Linked DNA regions of Mus musculus: all the other regions are linked to region 4. Evidence: chromatin contacts called from public HiCAR-type and HiChIP or PLAC-seq data. All regions are on one chromosome and are shown on one strand. The core of a region is the stretch at or near the end of the contact, and the rest is flanking DNA. Distances in the headings are between cores, read along the strand shown. Region 1 holds the start of Socs1 (suppressor of cytokine signaling 1). Region 2 overlaps Clec16a (C-type lectin domain family 16, member A). Region 3 overlaps Clec16a (C-type lectin domain family 16, member A). Region 4 overlaps Clec16a (C-type lectin domain family 16, member A).

Region 1 (3,814 bases), core at 511-3,010, 95 kb before region 4:
CACAACTTTTAGAAACTGAAACCAAGTTGTCCAAAGACAGCTTGACTTGCCCTGTACTTTAGATGGAAGGAAGGCAATCAGATCCCTGGCATATATACTAAAGACTGCATCACTGGAATGTGATGGATGGGAGAGGGCTAGCCAGGGGCAGGGCGAGAGGACACACCCTCTGACTGAGGAGGAGGGGAGATTTCCTGAGAGCAGGCAGAGGTGGAGGCCTGGAGTCCTCTATTTATAGGGTTCTTCTGAAAAGGTCTGCCAAGAGCTTGGCAGGGAGGCAGGCCTGCAGGAGCCAGCCCAGCCTTGTCACCCACCTCAGCACCAATAAGCCTGCCAAGTCCCAAGGGGATACTGTACCCCAAGAGGTTTTCCTCACTTTGCCTGGGCTGGAAGCACAGTTTGGGGATGGAGTTCACCAACCCCAGTACTACTAAAATAGGCTGGTACAAGGCCCTGTGTTTAGTCCCCAGCACTGCAAACAAGCATCCGTGATGCTTGCCAGACCAGAAAGACCTGAAGGCCAGTCTAGGCTGAGACGCGCTAGAGGGAGGCAGTGCTACAAACCCAGCCTTTATCGCCCACCAAGGGTTAGACTGACCATGGCTGCACCACAACCACAGCCACACAAATTCAAGCACCACAAGATAAGTTTGGTTGTGCTTAGGATGAAATATGGCGCTCTGTGCTCTGTCTGGGGAGACCAGGACTTGGCCTCAGAGCTTCAGAGGAGCCGCCTGACAGCTAACAGAGAAACCTGTAGAGGGCAGTGTGCGTCACTGTGAGCACAGGGAAGCCTGCACGCGAACCTCATCCGCCTTCATTCATAAACATCGTCAGCCAGGCACCCACTCCTGGCCTTTCAGGACAAACTGAATCACGAAACCACACAGTGTCCTAATGATAGGTCTGACTGCCTGGATCCTAAGCCAAGGTGTGCTCGGGGCCCCTTGTACAGGCAGATGCTTGCTGGAGTCTTGACCAAAAGTTTGGGGATTACAGCTTTTTTTGGAATCACAGCCCCGCCCGGGGCCTCAGTTTCTCCGGCTGCCCACGTAGTAAGAGTGCAGAGAGTGAGTCCAGGCCCCTGGGAACCCAGCCCAACCCCGCCCGGTTTCCGAGGAACTAGGCCGGGAGCGGGGGCGCCCCTCCCGCACCGCCTTAGGCTTCCTTTGAAGCCTCTGCGGTCAGGCCACCGCTTCCTGGGAAGCCCAAGCCAAGGCCAGGCCGAATGGCCAACGGGAGGGGCCCGCACGCGGCTCTGGAGGAGGGCGGCGGCCCCACAGGTCTCTAGGACTAGCTAGCCGGGTTCCAAGAAGGGTCGAGATTGCCAAGGCCTTCGGGTCCTGGGCAGGAAGGACCCTGGCAGGGAGGAGCTGCTTGGGGAGCACAGGGTCCAGGCGAGGCGGAGCCCTAACCAGAAGAATGCAGACACCCGGAGGGGAGGAGGCGTGTCAGCCCCGCGCTAGCATCCCACACGGCGGGCTGCGATTTGGGGCGAAGGTAGAGCAAAAGAGCGGGCACCAAGTCCTAAGCACCCCAGGCACGGAACACAAGATTCCGGTTGGAGCCGGAACCCCAGAGGTCCCAATGTGGGAAGGTGCGAGGCGAAACCAAGTTAGAGGAACCGTCTCCAGGGAGAGCCTCAGGAGTCTAGAGAGAACCCGAAAGACTTGCCGGAAAGAGAAACCGAAAGCGGGGGTGGGCTGGACCTGTGGGCGGGGCCTGCCTGGTTTAAGAGCCTGATGCAGGGGCGGGCAGCAGCAGAGAGAACTGCGGCCGTGGCAGCGGCACGGCTCCCAGCCCCGGAGCATGCGCGACAGCCGCCCCGGAGCCCCCAGCCGCGGCTCCCCGCGTCCTGCCGCCAGGTGAGCCAAGGCAGCTGCGAGGGAGCAGGCGGGAGGGGATGGGAGGTGATGGGAGCAGAGCCCGGCAGGACTAACCTCGCAGACTGTATGGCAGGGTCGAGGATGCCACGCCTCTGGCGCCCCCCCACCCCCGCCCCGGCTCCCCCAGGAGGCCCCTCGCTCGAGCGGGGCGCCGTCAGCCCCTCCTCTCCGGCCCTGAGCCCTGATCCTCCGCCCGGGTTCCAGTCCCCGGCGTGGCCAGTAGGCGGCAGCCGCGAGGCGACTAGCCACCAGCGGGGACGGCCGGGAGTCGGGCCCCTCTCCACGCCCCCTTCTCCACGCGCGCGGGGAGGCAGGGCTCCACCGCCAGTCTGGAAGGGTTCCGCATACAGGAACGGCCTACTTCGCAGATGAGCCCACCGAGGCTCAAGCTCCGGGCGGATTCTGCGTGCCGCTCTCGCTCCTTGGGGTCTGTTGGCCGGCCTGTGCCACCCGGACGCCCGGCTCACTGCCTCTGTCTCCCCCATCAGCGCAGCCCCGGACGCTATGGCCCACCCCTCCAGCTGGCCCCTCGAGTAGGATGGTAGCACGCAACCAGGTGGCAGCCGACAATGCGATCTCCCCGGCAGCAGAGCCCCGACGGCGGTCAGAGCCCTCCTCGTCCTCGTCTTCGTCCTCGCCAGCGGCCCCCGTGCGTCCCCGGCCCTGCCCGGCGGTCCCAGCCCCAGCCCCTGGCGACACTCACTTCCGCACCTTCCGCTCCCACTCCGATTACCGGCGCATCACGCGGACCAGCGCGCTCCTGGACGCCTGCGGCTTCTATTGGGGACCCCTGAGCGTGCACGGGGCGCACGAGCGGCTGCGTGCCGAGCCCGTGGGCACCTTCTTGGTGCGCGACAGTCGCCAACGGAACTGCTTCTTCGCGCTCAGCGTGAAGATGGCTTCGGGCCCCACGAGCATCCGCGTGCACTTCCAGGCCGGCCGCTTCCACTTGGACGGCAGCCGCGAGACCTTCGACTGCCTTTTCGAGCTGCTGGAGCACTACGTGGCGGCGCCGCGCCGCATGTTGGGGGCCCCGCTGCGCCAGCGCCGCGTGCGGCCGCTGCAGGAGCTGTGTCGCCAGCGCATCGTGGCCGCCGTGGGTCGCGAGAACCTGGCGCGCATCCCTCTTAACCCGGTACTCCGTGACTACCTGAGTTCCTTCCCCTTCCAGATCTGACCGGCTGCCGCTGTGCCGCAGCATTAAGTGGGGGCGCCTTATTATTTCTTATTATTAATTATTATTATTTTTCTGGAACCACGTGGGAGCCCTCCCCGCCTGGGTCGGAGGGAGTGGTTGTGGAGGGTGAGATGCCTCCCACTTCTGGCTGGAGACCTCATCCCACCTCTCAGGGGTGGGGGTGCTCCCCTCCTGGTGCTCCCTCCGGGTCCCCCCTGGTTGTAGCAGCTTGTGTCTGGGGCCAGGACCTGAATTCCACTCCTACCTCTCCATGTTTACATATTCCCAGTATCTTTGCACAAACCAGGGGTCGGGGAGGGTCTCTGGCTTCATTTTTCTGCTGTGCAGAATATCCTATTTTATATTTTTACAGCCAGTTTAGGTAATAAACTTTATTATGAAAGTTTTTTTTTAAAAGAAACAAAGATTCCTAGAGCGTATGCTTTGGCCAAACGTCCTGGGTTGGGAGTGGGGTATACAGACTGACTTTTCTTGAAGTCTTCGGGATGCTGGGGGGAGGGGGGAGGGTCGGACATCATATACATCTCCACCCACAGTGATGGGGACCAAACTTCCAGGCTAGTTGTGGTTTATGACTGGGAAGATGGCCGCTCCTGAGTATCCGTGCCTGGTCTCTGGTATTTCTGTGATGGGATCCTACAGGGACAGCCCCTGACACTGAGTACTGTGTTGCCCCCAGTATACAGAGGAGAAAACTGAGAGACGGGTAATTGACGACAGACCATTCCTG
Region 2 (3,342 bases), core at 132-2,631, 100 kb after region 4:
TAGAGGTGAAACCTGGTGGTTAAGTTGGAAAGCAGAGTGCAAGCTGAGGGTTTAGCTCACTGTCACCAATGGCAATGTCTACTCTAGTCTTAGCAGTCTCTGTCACTTGTTATTGCTGATGCTTCCTGCCCTCTTTATGCCCTTGCCTGCATCTGAAGTGCTTCCCCAAGCGCCTGCTGAATATAGTTCAGTTCCAACAACAGCGTGCCCACCCACGCACACTTATATAGGCCCCATATAGGGGATGAGGTTGTACAGCCTCACCTAACATTCCTGCACCAACTGGTGCTAGACCTAAGAACAAACACTACACATAGCAGAAGCCCTCCCTTCAAAGCCATGTTTGTTATTCTAGCTGTAGAAGCAATAAGACTGAGGCCTGGAGACGCAGACTAACTCAACCTGGGACACCTTGAGGCACTCACTGCTGCAGGTACCAGATGCAGAGTGTAACATGTGAACAGCACAAGAAACAGCATGCTGAGAGTCTTCACAACAAAGTCACAAGCACCTCATGACTGCTGTCCCTGGCCTTGCTGCCTCATTTATTCCAGCACTGAGTACCCTTGAACTCATGAGGGTAAAGCAGAAAGATGATAAACCTAAGACCAACTACCCCATGCGATACAGTAAGTTAAACATCAGCCTGGACTCCATTTCTGGTGTTACTCCGTCTTTCGGTAACCTAAAAAAACACCTACAGGTACCGAAGCACATCCCCAGTTCCAACCCATAATCACTTTGCAAACAATAGAAGAGGCTACCATATGAGTTGCCACTCTTGGGTATGTGTGGTAGTCCGAATGAGAATGCCCCCACTGTCTTATAGTTTTGAATGTTTAGTTCCCAGTTGAATGATTTAGGAAGAAATTAGCTGGTGTGGTCTTGCTGGAGGTGTGCACTGTGCTTCAAAGCCCACACCAGGCCTCCAACTTGTAGATAAGATGTAAGCTCTCAGCTCCTGCTCCAGCGTCATGCCTGCCTGCCTACCATATGATGGTAATGCACACAGGAATTTCAATTAGACATTTATCTGCCTATTCTGATCTGTGTTAAATTTAACCCTAAATTATAGCCCTTCAGTATAATTCTGTCTCTCCTCTGCTTCTCTCCAATTTTGGTTTGGGTTTGCAAGAGGTCTGCTGGTAAAAATGAAGCAATACCAGTAACTTATCTACAAATTACAGGAAGGAGAAAGTAGGGTAAAAAAGACCAAGAAGTTAAAACAAGTTTGATCAACCACATCCGAGCCAGGCAGGAAATAGTAGGAGACTGTTGTCACTCAGAGGGAAGGCAGGCAACTTGCACAGGACTACTGTTAAACAATTCACAACTGCCAGTTACCTTGGCAGCTAGTCTAGGATTTCCATCTACAGGCATCAGAAGGTGGGGCTTTGATCTAACACCTACAGAGAAACCAGCCTCTCAAGTGCCAGCTCCTTCTGTTCAGCCACTCATGCAACCAGTGGGTGTGTCTCCCACAGTGGAGGCTGGACCTCTGCCCCAAGAGGAGACCATGGGGAAAAAGGACAGACCTCCTGAGAGCCATCTGAGAGGTGGCCAGTTGCCATCTGCTCTGTGCTTTTGCTTAAGCTGCAAACCACAGCCTGTTTGTTGTGTCCTACTTGTGGTCAGGTACTGTAGTTCTGTAGGCATCCACATGGGATAAAACCAGGGACAATCTCTGTGTTATTTCTTACAGCTGCATGCAAATCTACAATTACCTCACTAAAAAATGTCCTTTAGAAGTCTGCAAGCTAGCAGATGAAGTAATAAAGAAAATGGGTAGACGTGAATGATTGCTGAATGCTTAGTCAGAATGGGACACTCACATCCTCCTCCTTCAAACTTCAAGGAACATCATGGAGAAGGTGGGAAATGTAAGAGCTAGAGGATGGAGTGGAGTGCTGTGGAAAACTGTGTCCCAAGCATGATGGGGCTGCTGCACTCTGAGCTCATAATTGCTGTGATGACGTGCATAAGACCTGACCTACCAATGTTGTGTCATGAAGTCAGGGAGCTCACGAGGCCGCACCCCTCCTGATGACATATTGTCTGTCAGTTAATGGTAGTTGGGAGGAGAGGTGCAGGCTCTGCTCTGTCTTCTGTGAGGACTTATTGGCAGTAATAGTTTCTGGGAAACAGAGAAACATTTTCTTTAGTTGTGTAGCTACTGGTAAGGTGCCCATGCTCTTGTGGGAAAACTCTGCTAATTAATGATGAAGTCCACCATGACTAGAGAGCCTCTGGGATCAGCAGAATATGGGAGACTCACTTCATTAGTGGATCTTCTCCTTTTCTAACCTTGTCTGGAAAATCCAAAACCCTCTCTCTGAGGAATGTTAGGTAGCCTTAGTTTGGTTACAGGTTTTGACAAAACCTGTTCAGCCAACACCTGAGATCCCTGAAATGCTTCCCCATGCTTAGGGTACCCTAAGCCCCCCAGCCAATCACCTCCGCCCATCCTGCATGTCCCTACCCTCAGCCCCCCTAACACTTTATAAGCCTTCAATCACCCTAAGTAATGTTGATCTGCCCCGAGGGTGGTTCCAGCGTAGTCACTCACTGTACGGACTCACAGGGCTTCCAGATCCCCAACCCCATCATCTCTGCTCCCTTTGCCCTGTGGATTGTATGGGCCGATGATCCTCGAGGGTGGGAGGACCCACATGCTCCTGTATAGAGCCCTACTGAAATTCCCTGGTCATTGGGAAAAATAAAAAAGGAAATGAAAGCAGCAGGGGAATTAGTGGGGAAAGGGAAGCAGATCATCAGGCGTGAGATGGGACAAGAGAGTGTAACGGGATTGAATATGATAAAATATTTCATATGCATGTACAAAAATGCCATAATGAATCTGTAATGTATAATCAGTATATGACAAGAAGAGACGCAAAATTAAAAAAGAAAGTGGGTATATACATATAATACATTATTCTGCCTTTACAATTTAAAGAAATTTGGCAATAGCAAAATGGGTAAACCTTGAGGACACCATTCTACATGTAGTAAACCAATAAAAGAAAAGAAATACCTTACATGATTCCACTTCGTTACATGAGATATCTAAAATCATCAAACTCATAGAAGCAGAGGGTGGGACAGTGCCTGCAGGGACAGGGAAGTAGGAACGGTTCAAGAGGAATACAGTTTCCGTTTTGGGGTGGCTCTGGATCACATGGAGAACATGATGAATGAGTTTAAGAGATCTGTGAGACACTGGCCTGCTGGCAACAATAATGCATTATGCATTTAAACACTTGATAAGAGGCTGGGAGATGGATCCATCAGAAACACGATTGCCGTGCATGCACAAGGACTTAAATTTGAGTCCCAAGTACT
Region 3 (3,851 bases), core at 1,305-3,804, 120 kb after region 4:
GCAGGCCCACCAGCCCTTCCAGGGAGAAGCCTGTGGCCTCCTTTGTGAACCCAAAGAGACAGACTCAAGCATGTTTTCTGTTCACTGCTAGCCCACATGGCCATCAGAAGACATTACCATGCCAGAATGCCAGAAAGGGCTGCATGTGTCTCTAATCTCTATCTACTGACAATCTCATAAGAGTCCCTTTATCCCCACCATGTGTCTAGCATCAGGTTAACCACCTCAGGTCCTAACTACCCAACACTAACCTGGTTCTAAGGGGAACAGCACTACTCACACCTCTGACCTCTGTCGGGGAGGTTGGCAATGTCAACAGAGCATATACCTTATGAAGGAATACACCCAAGATAGTGAACGAACCTAGCCAGCAAGATCAGCTAAACCAACCCTAGAGATCATCATGGTGAAAGATAATGCAGCCAGACTGCCCTCGTGTCTCTGATACCTGAGGCAGCTCTTGGGGCCAGCTCCAAGAGAGGCCAGGAGAGTGGGTGGGGCCCTAAAAATCTTGAATACATTGTTAAGTAAGTCATGGTCACAAGTGCTCCAGGTAAGCTTGCTATATGTGGAAATGGCACTGTATAGAACCTCAAGCTCCTGCACACACACATTTAACACTCAAGCATGTGAGCCTCAGGTGTCTGCTTATGGGACATAGATACAGATGTATGCTGTGCAGGCCCCACTCAGTTAAGGCCCGGTGTATCTGCAGTTCCTTCGGAAGCTTGTTCATACCCCTGCCCTGTCAGCATCTTCTCTCAAGGCAGGGAACCACTCCAACCCCATCTCTATAGACTTGTGCACCTGCTTGTGAACCTTACACAGAGGAGCCAGACAGGATGAGGGTATCAGTGTCTGGCCTCGCACTCATCACTGCATCTGAGTGTTGTCATAGAAACAGGATGAGGCTGTCAGTGTCTGGTCTCTCTCATCACTGCGTCTGAATGTTGTCATAGCCACACTACCTCCCCCTCTTTGCTGTTAAAACTGTCCCCAACTTACTTATCCACCTGTGATTTACCATGTAACATAATACTTAGGTGCTTCTGACAACTGGAACACTTGTGATCTGGCAATGGGAACAGGAGGAGGAAATTAGGACATCTCAGTAAGTTCTGTATTTATAGGCCAGTTGCTTCTGGGCCACAAATGGCACAAAAGCTAGCAGCTTAAGGTGTGTGAAGAAAGTCTGGCTACATTCTACACCTGAGACAGCCACAAGGTTCATCTGCTCCTCACAGGGGCTTTTTTAAGTCCTCTACAAGGTTCTGTGGGGGGTTAGGGATCAGTAAAGGGGCCCACTGTGTGGCTGGGATTTTTCTACTACCCCCTCACTGTGGCTGACATTCTGTGGTATTCTGTTATAATAAACCTGGGAGTCAGTAAGTAATCTCAGTCTCTTGGGCCTCTGTTACTTAGGTCACCAAACAAAGAGGCAACAGTAGCATCTGTGCAATGCCTCCCTGTAATAGCGTAATAGTGAGAACCTGGAAAGCACCTAGATGCCCACAGTCAGGTTCATTTAATAACAATATAGATCAGGGCGAGTCACATGCAGGAACAGCAGAGTGAGTAGGACGGCCTGCATGGCTGGGTGCAGGGTGGGAGGCTACAGGCACCTGACTGCACTTCTGTGACTATGTTATGCTGTTTTACAATGACTCCCCCACTAAAACTAAAAAGTAAAAATAAAAGCAGCAGGGCATATGGCATACATATACTGTGATGGTGGCACTCAGAGACTGAAGCAGAGCTGGGTGTTGTGGCCCATGCCTTTAATCCCAGCACTTTGGAAGCTGAGGCAGGAAGACTGAGAGTTTGAGGCCAAACTACACTACAAAGAGAACACTGCCTCAAAAGCTACTTTTAATAAACTGTCCTGAAAGCCAAAGGTGTGTGTCTGCTGGGCTTTGCAGGCAGCTCCCACACTGCTCCCACTTCCTTTTAGAGCCATGCACATGTCGGATCACTTTTGTATCGAATCTGAAATAGCACCAATGCAGAGGGCAGAGAGGGTCATCAGGAGCCATGTCTGGAGAAGTGGGGAGACTGGAATAAAGGTCACAAGAGCCCTGTGAGGCAGCTAAGTTCTCCATTACAGATTGGTGACCCGTGATGACAGCTAATGGCTCCGACCTAGAGGTCTGAAATCCTCAGACAGGAAGTTCTGAAAGGTGATGTACATGTCAGCTGCACAGCAGAGGCCACCTCAAAGGATTTACATCAGATCTTCAAGGTACTTCACCAAGAAGCTAAAACTTTCAAAGGACGTACTGTTAATCCTAGCCCTAAATGGATTTCAAAAGGGTCACCAAGATAAAACTCCAAAGACCCCATATTAAAGGTCAAGACTTTGGAATTGTCCCAATGGCCTCAGAACATTCCTGAGCCTGCACCTCAGAGCTGGATCTTCCCCTCTGAGCTCAGAAACCACACTTATTCCAGATCCAGCGAAACAGAAGCTGATAACAAGGGAAACCACACAGGGAGATGTGAATTAGCACCATCTGTGGTCAGGGGGAGGAGGAGGAGGGCTCTGTGGCTACAGCACCACCTAGTGGCCACTGCTAAGGTCACCACCACCCAGCAACTTGATTTGCCCCAAGAAGTCAGTACCTGCCTTTGCTCTGGGCGCTCCACCGTTTTTTCTCTTGCTTTCAAGAGCAGGACCTGCACTGTGCTGCATTTGGAGTAAGTAACTAGCACAGAATGAAATTAGGCTGGCTCAGTCCCAGCATAGATAAGGGTCTGGTAATGCTCTGCTGAAGGTCTGCCCTGGGGATTGCAGCCTCCCTCTACTCGGATGGACTATGACAACTAAGAGCAGCTCCAGAAAATGCCAGCACCACACTGAGGACCACTGAGTGTATTCTCCTGTGCTAAAATCTCTCCTCTACTCTGAATGTGCTGTACTGGTTACTTTGGGTCCATGACTCAAACTTTCTTGGAGTTATAACAAGAGCCTCCGTAGCCCCTGCCTCTCAGAAGAATAAATGGGGCTGAGGGTTGAACTGAGTTAAATTCTTGCTTGCTGGGCAACAAAACTGAAGCAGAGGCACCCCTAAGACCTCTCTGCCTTCTCCATTGCTCTTAGAAGTGCTGGCCTATGTACTCCTCAGTCATTAGATCTTTGAAATTGAACCATGCTGAGGGGATGGCAAGTCAATCAGCAGGAGTCCTTCATGGAACCCTACCACACTGAACTACCCTCAACATAGTCAAAAGCTGCACATGTCGTTTCCAGTGTGACTACATGTGATGACAGGGTAATTACGATTAAATGAGTTTGCAGGGTCAGGCTCCACCCCTGACAGAATTAGTGCCCCATGGAGTCAGAGAGACCAGAGGTTGAGCTCTCTGACTTCATTCTCTCACAGGCGGGGCCAGGTACTGTGAGAAGGTAGCTAAGGTCTAATGTGGCCCCAGGTTTCATGAGTCCTAACCTCTATTCCTGAAATGAGGCCACGTTAGGAAGTAAGGCTTATGAGTGGTATTTAGGTGATGGAGTGAAGCTGTCATGAGTGGGTTAATATCTTTCTCACTGTGAATTTCTCCTCTCCTGGCCCTTGACGAGTTAGTTACCTTAAGAGCAAGTTCCTGCAAGCTGACAAGAGAGCTCAGAAAGTAAAGGCTCTTGCCACCAATGCCGAACTCCACCGACAAAAGGAGAACGGTTACCTCTCTTCCACTGTCACGTGCACTCTGCAGTGTGGCCGTGTGCACACACTCACATCTCTTCCACTGCCACGTGCACTCTGCAGTGTGGCCGTGCGCACACACTCACATCTCTTCCACTGTCACGTGCACTCTGCAGTGTGGCCGTGCGCACACACTCACATCTCTTCCAC
Region 4 (3,366 bases), core at 136-2,635:
TGGCAATAATGCAGCGGATATGATCCGAGAACACGAAGGTGGCCTGCAGGATAGGGAAGGGCTTAGAGTGCGGGCTGGAGGCAGGCTTGTGAATGGTGATGTTCAGGGCACGGCTGTCATCCTCCACTCCTGTCACCTGCATGTCCTGCAGAGCGAGAAGGCAAAGGCAAAATGTTCATCAGGCCCAGGGTTGATAGGGGTGTCAGTGGCTCATATAGAAAGACACCAGCACTTTGCATCTGCTTTTGTTCTGAAGGAGGCTACATCTCAAAGATTTAAGGGTGATGCAGATCAGTCCCGGCCTGACAGGTGAGGAATCAGCTGCTGGATGTATGGCTAATTCTCCTTTCCATGAGGACTTGAGATGCCTGACCACAAGAGGTACACCAGCCTCTTCAAGGGCCACCACTGTCACAACAGGCAAATTCCAACAATTCTTCCTTCTGGAAAACCAGAGGCCACAACTCCAAAGCCTTTTTTTGTCACCTGGTTAAACACTACCTCCTTGTTTCTCTTCAAAATGAGGCATTGTTCCTGTCCTTTGGTACATCTTTGAGGACAGTCCCTGAGGAAGGGCCACTAGAATTGTTTGGCAGAGACTTCAGGCAAGCTGCATGTGAAAGGGATAAAGACATTGACGAGGAATGAGTGTGTAAGGACTGGTTCCCATAAAGCCTCAGGATGGGTTCTGTGTCAAGTCTGTGCCCACAAAGGTTCAAGGGCACATGAGATAAAAGCGTACCAGACAGAAGATAGACTCAAAGGTCAGATATGCTAGAGGAGGTGGGAGCCACTGAAGAAGGTTCAGAAGGAAGGGGCTGCTGTGCTTGGAGGCCACACACTTGGCTCTCCCTTTGGAAAGAATGGCTGCATCACAGGGCAGCAGCAGATAAGATGAGCTATTATGAGTTTAAAGCAAGGATCTGGTGCGTAGTAACAGTCTGATAAATAGTAGCTACTGGAAGAGAACCAAAAGAGGATGGGGGGTGGGGGGGGAGTGTGGCTTTCATTGTCTGACACATTAAGCGTCTGAGAGAGAAAAACACTTTCCTGATGTTGTGTTCTAAGGAAATTGGTGTACCTTGATAAGAAGATGCACAGGCCATCTACCGGGCAGTGTTCCACACGGGAGTCACTTTGGGGTAAAAAAGATTCTCCTACACCCTCACTGAGAGTAAGAGGGTCTGGAAAGGGAGGAGTGTGGGAAGGAGAGGAGACAGGAGCAGTGGCTTCATGTACAGGCGCTCCCCATGGAGAGCAGGCAACAATGGGCTGCCCACCGCTGTGGTTAGGAGTCAACTCAGCCTGCGCAAGGTCTTCTGGGAATCAGAGCAGTGCAGCAGGAAATGGACCTCCTTGAAGTGAGGGGAGGGGAGCCCCAGGCTGGGACAGGACACAGTAGAGAGAGGAAGTGGGATCTGTGTTTCATTCCCTCTGCAGCTAGTCACTACTCAGCCATCATACTTATCAACCTGTAAGACAGAGCCCCAGCAGACACGAGGTGCTGTAGAGCCTGGTCAGGGAGGGTGTGCTCAGGAACTCCTGTGATAACAACAGTGCTAGAGGAAGTTGGCAGAAGCTATGAACTCTTAAAATAGCTGATTCCAACTTCTTGGGTATCTGCCTAGGGAAATCCTGCCCGGGGCATGAGGAAGTGGAACACCAGGTTTACATGCTTGAAAAGCTGGGATTATCAAGAGCGCTCTGGCCAAGCATGCCCTGCCACACAGCAGTTAAGAGAACCCCAGCAGGCATGCATCTGCTAAAATGGCTAGACACTCCAAGAGAGGCTAGGAGATAGGCCAAGTCTACGATATGGCATAAGAATCTAACATACCCTCAAACTCATGTACAATTAACCCTTGGCACTCCCTACCAAACTGGGGACCAAAATCTGTAGATGCTCAAGGCCCTTACTTTAAATGGTACAGTATCTGCATATAACCTACTATATCTTCCTGTAGACTCTAAATTCACTCTAGATGATGCATAAGACTTGATACCATATATGTGCTATGTAAATACCTGTTTAGGGACTAAAGAGTCAAAAGAAAGTCTGTACATGTTTATAGCAGACATATTTCTTGGTGAAGTTTGTTTGTTTTTGCGACAGTATCACTACGTAACCTTGGCTGGCCTGGGATTTGGTTTGTAGACCATATTTGCCTTAGACTTACAGGGATCTGCTCATTTCTGCCTCCCAAGTACTAGGATTAAAGATGTACATCACCATACCTGGTCTGTCTTGTTTTTTGAGACAGGGTCTCATGTAGCTCTGGCTAGCCTCTGACTCCTTAGGTAGCCAAGGCTGCCCTTAAATGTCTGATCATCTTGCCTCCACCTCCTTATAGGCATGTATGATTATACCCATTTGTATGTGCTGCTGGGAATGGAATCAAGGGCCTCATGCATGCTGGGTGAGCACTCCATATCAACTAAGGTTCACCCCCAGCACACTGTCCTCATTCCCAACACCCTTTTATCTTGAGACCAGGTCTTGCTCCATGAACCTACCTGACTGGTCTGGAACCTATTAAATAGACTGGTCTGTTTTTGAATTTGTGGATGCCATCCTGATTCTACTGCCTGAATGCTGAGATCATGTACAACCATGTGGTCCTTCCCCACTGAGTTTAACTGACAGTTCCATGGATACACAATTAAAAAGCTCTTGGCAGTGAAGCAGATCTGGAAGGACCAGCTTGGCAATGGGTTTTCTCCGAAGGGAAGGAGAGGTGTTAAGATTAAGGTTTTGGTAAAAGGGACTTGGCTGTTCTCTGTGCAATACTCCGGTTTTGTGTGCATACTTCTTGTGCCATTACAAGTGAGTATAAAACTGACATTTTTACCATGCATGTGTGCAGAGTGAGAAAACAGAGTGGGGTTCTTAGACTCTCACCTGTAGAAGGCCAGCAAACTTGACCACTCCCCAGCCAAGTCTGGATACGTCAGGCTCCACCAGGCTCATCTGGTAAATGTCCACAGCCAGGAACCGCTGGACCATACCACCATCCTTGGTGATGACTGTGCATGCAATCAAGTCACTGTTATCTGGGAGGAGAGAGTGGAGAGTGGAATAAGGCCTAGCTCAGATGTCCAGCTTTCTTCACATATAGAACTGGGCTTGGATGCCTCTTCAGCCACTTCTGCTAGGAGAGTCCCTTCATCTCGTTAAGCCTCACATTCAGTGTGTTCTCAAAGCAATCCTGATGGCTTTGAGACTGATACAAAGCACACAAACCATTAGGTATTGTATACACACTAAAGTGTGAAAATAGCTAACAACTGAGTTCAGGGGTAGAAGCACCTGGAATGCATGAGGCTGGTGTTCTATCCCCAGCCCCAGAGCCACTACCATCACCCAGC

The links. HiChIP or PLAC-seq counts read pairs in DNA pulled down with a chosen protein or histone mark. HiCAR-type assays count read pairs that join an accessible place to other places.
Region 1: an H3K27ac HiChIP or PLAC-seq map of extraembryonic endoderm stem cells shows a contact between it and region 4, with 4 times the contacts expected there. The contact joins the promoter of Socs1 here to the enhancer-like site in region 4. A contact is called at or near these places in 6 of 39 promoter capture datasets (the C10 cell line, the HPC-7 cell line, cranial neural crest and 3 more), 2 of 15 datasets of contacts at CTCF or cohesin (CD8 T cells and the NIH/3T3 cell line), 17 of 484 Hi-C or Micro-C datasets (the BV-2 cell line, CD4 T cells, CD8 T cells and 11 more), 23 of 115 datasets of contacts at active chromatin or transcription factors (the 230-238 cell line, CD8 T cells, the HPC-7 cell line and 16 more) and 4 of 9 other capture datasets (adipose tissue, liver, macrophages and 1 more).
Region 2: a contact with region 4 is called in a CTCF HiChIP or PLAC-seq map of CD8 T cells, with 5 read pairs. The contact joins two enhancer-like sites. A contact is called at or near these places in 9 of 39 promoter capture datasets (the 3T3-L1 cell line, the HPC-7 cell line, cranial neural crest and 5 more), 1 of 15 datasets of contacts at CTCF or cohesin (CD8 T cells) and 3 of 484 Hi-C or Micro-C datasets (Th2 cells, embryonic fibroblasts and muscle stem cells).
Region 3: a HiCAR-type map of Th17 cells shows a contact between it and region 4, with 2.8 times the contacts expected there. The contact joins two enhancer-like sites. A contact is called at or near these places in 2 of 39 promoter capture datasets (the C10 cell line and stem cell-derived epiblast-like cells), 3 of 484 Hi-C or Micro-C datasets (embryonic fibroblasts, embryonic stem cells and female germline stem cells), 2 of 115 datasets of contacts at active chromatin or transcription factors (Th17 cells and embryonic stem cells) and 1 of 9 other capture datasets (embryonic stem cells).

The regions. Positions count from the first base shown.
Region 1 is chr16:10,783,482-10,787,295 of GRCm38.p6, reverse strand. It overlaps Socs1 (suppressor of cytokine signaling 1), which reads left to right and starts at 1,760. Exons shown (of 2, transcript NM_009896.2): 1 at 1,760-1,865; 2 at 2,375-3,488. The coding sequence starts at 2,425. The coding sequence ends at 3,063.
Region 2 is chr16:10,583,415-10,586,756 of GRCm38.p6, reverse strand. All of the region lies in intron 9 of Clec16a (C-type lectin domain family 16, member A), which reads right to left. Among named protein-coding and RNA genes, the nearest start is that of Clec16a, 40 kb to the right of the region's middle. Within about 2 kb of position 1,381, at least 64 of the 459 cell types and tissues checked have an H3K27ac peak or open chromatin away from gene starts, as enhancers often do. A contact at or near this core is called in CD8 T cells, the HPC-7 cell line and Th2 cells, where this site is marked.
Region 3 is chr16:10,564,389-10,568,239 of GRCm38.p6, reverse strand. The region is part of intron 3 of Clec16a (C-type lectin domain family 16, member A); the gene reads right to left. Among named protein-coding and RNA genes, the nearest start is that of Clec16a, 21 kb to the right of the region's middle. Within about 2 kb of position 2,554, at least 35 of the 459 cell types and tissues checked have an H3K27ac peak or open chromatin away from gene starts, as enhancers often do. A contact at or near this core is called in Th17 cells, where this site is marked.
Region 4 is chr16:10,688,165-10,691,530 of GRCm38.p6, reverse strand. It overlaps Clec16a (C-type lectin domain family 16, member A), which reads right to left. Exons shown (of 23, transcript NM_001204229.1): 19 at 2,900-3,051; 20 at 1-145. Among named protein-coding and RNA genes, the nearest start is that of Gm15558, 6.2 kb to the right of the region's middle. Within about 2 kb of position 1,385, at least 86 of the 459 cell types and tissues checked have an H3K27ac peak or open chromatin away from gene starts, as enhancers often do. A contact at or near this core is called in the 230-238 cell line, CD8 T cells, the G1E-ER4 cell line and 14 more, where this site is marked.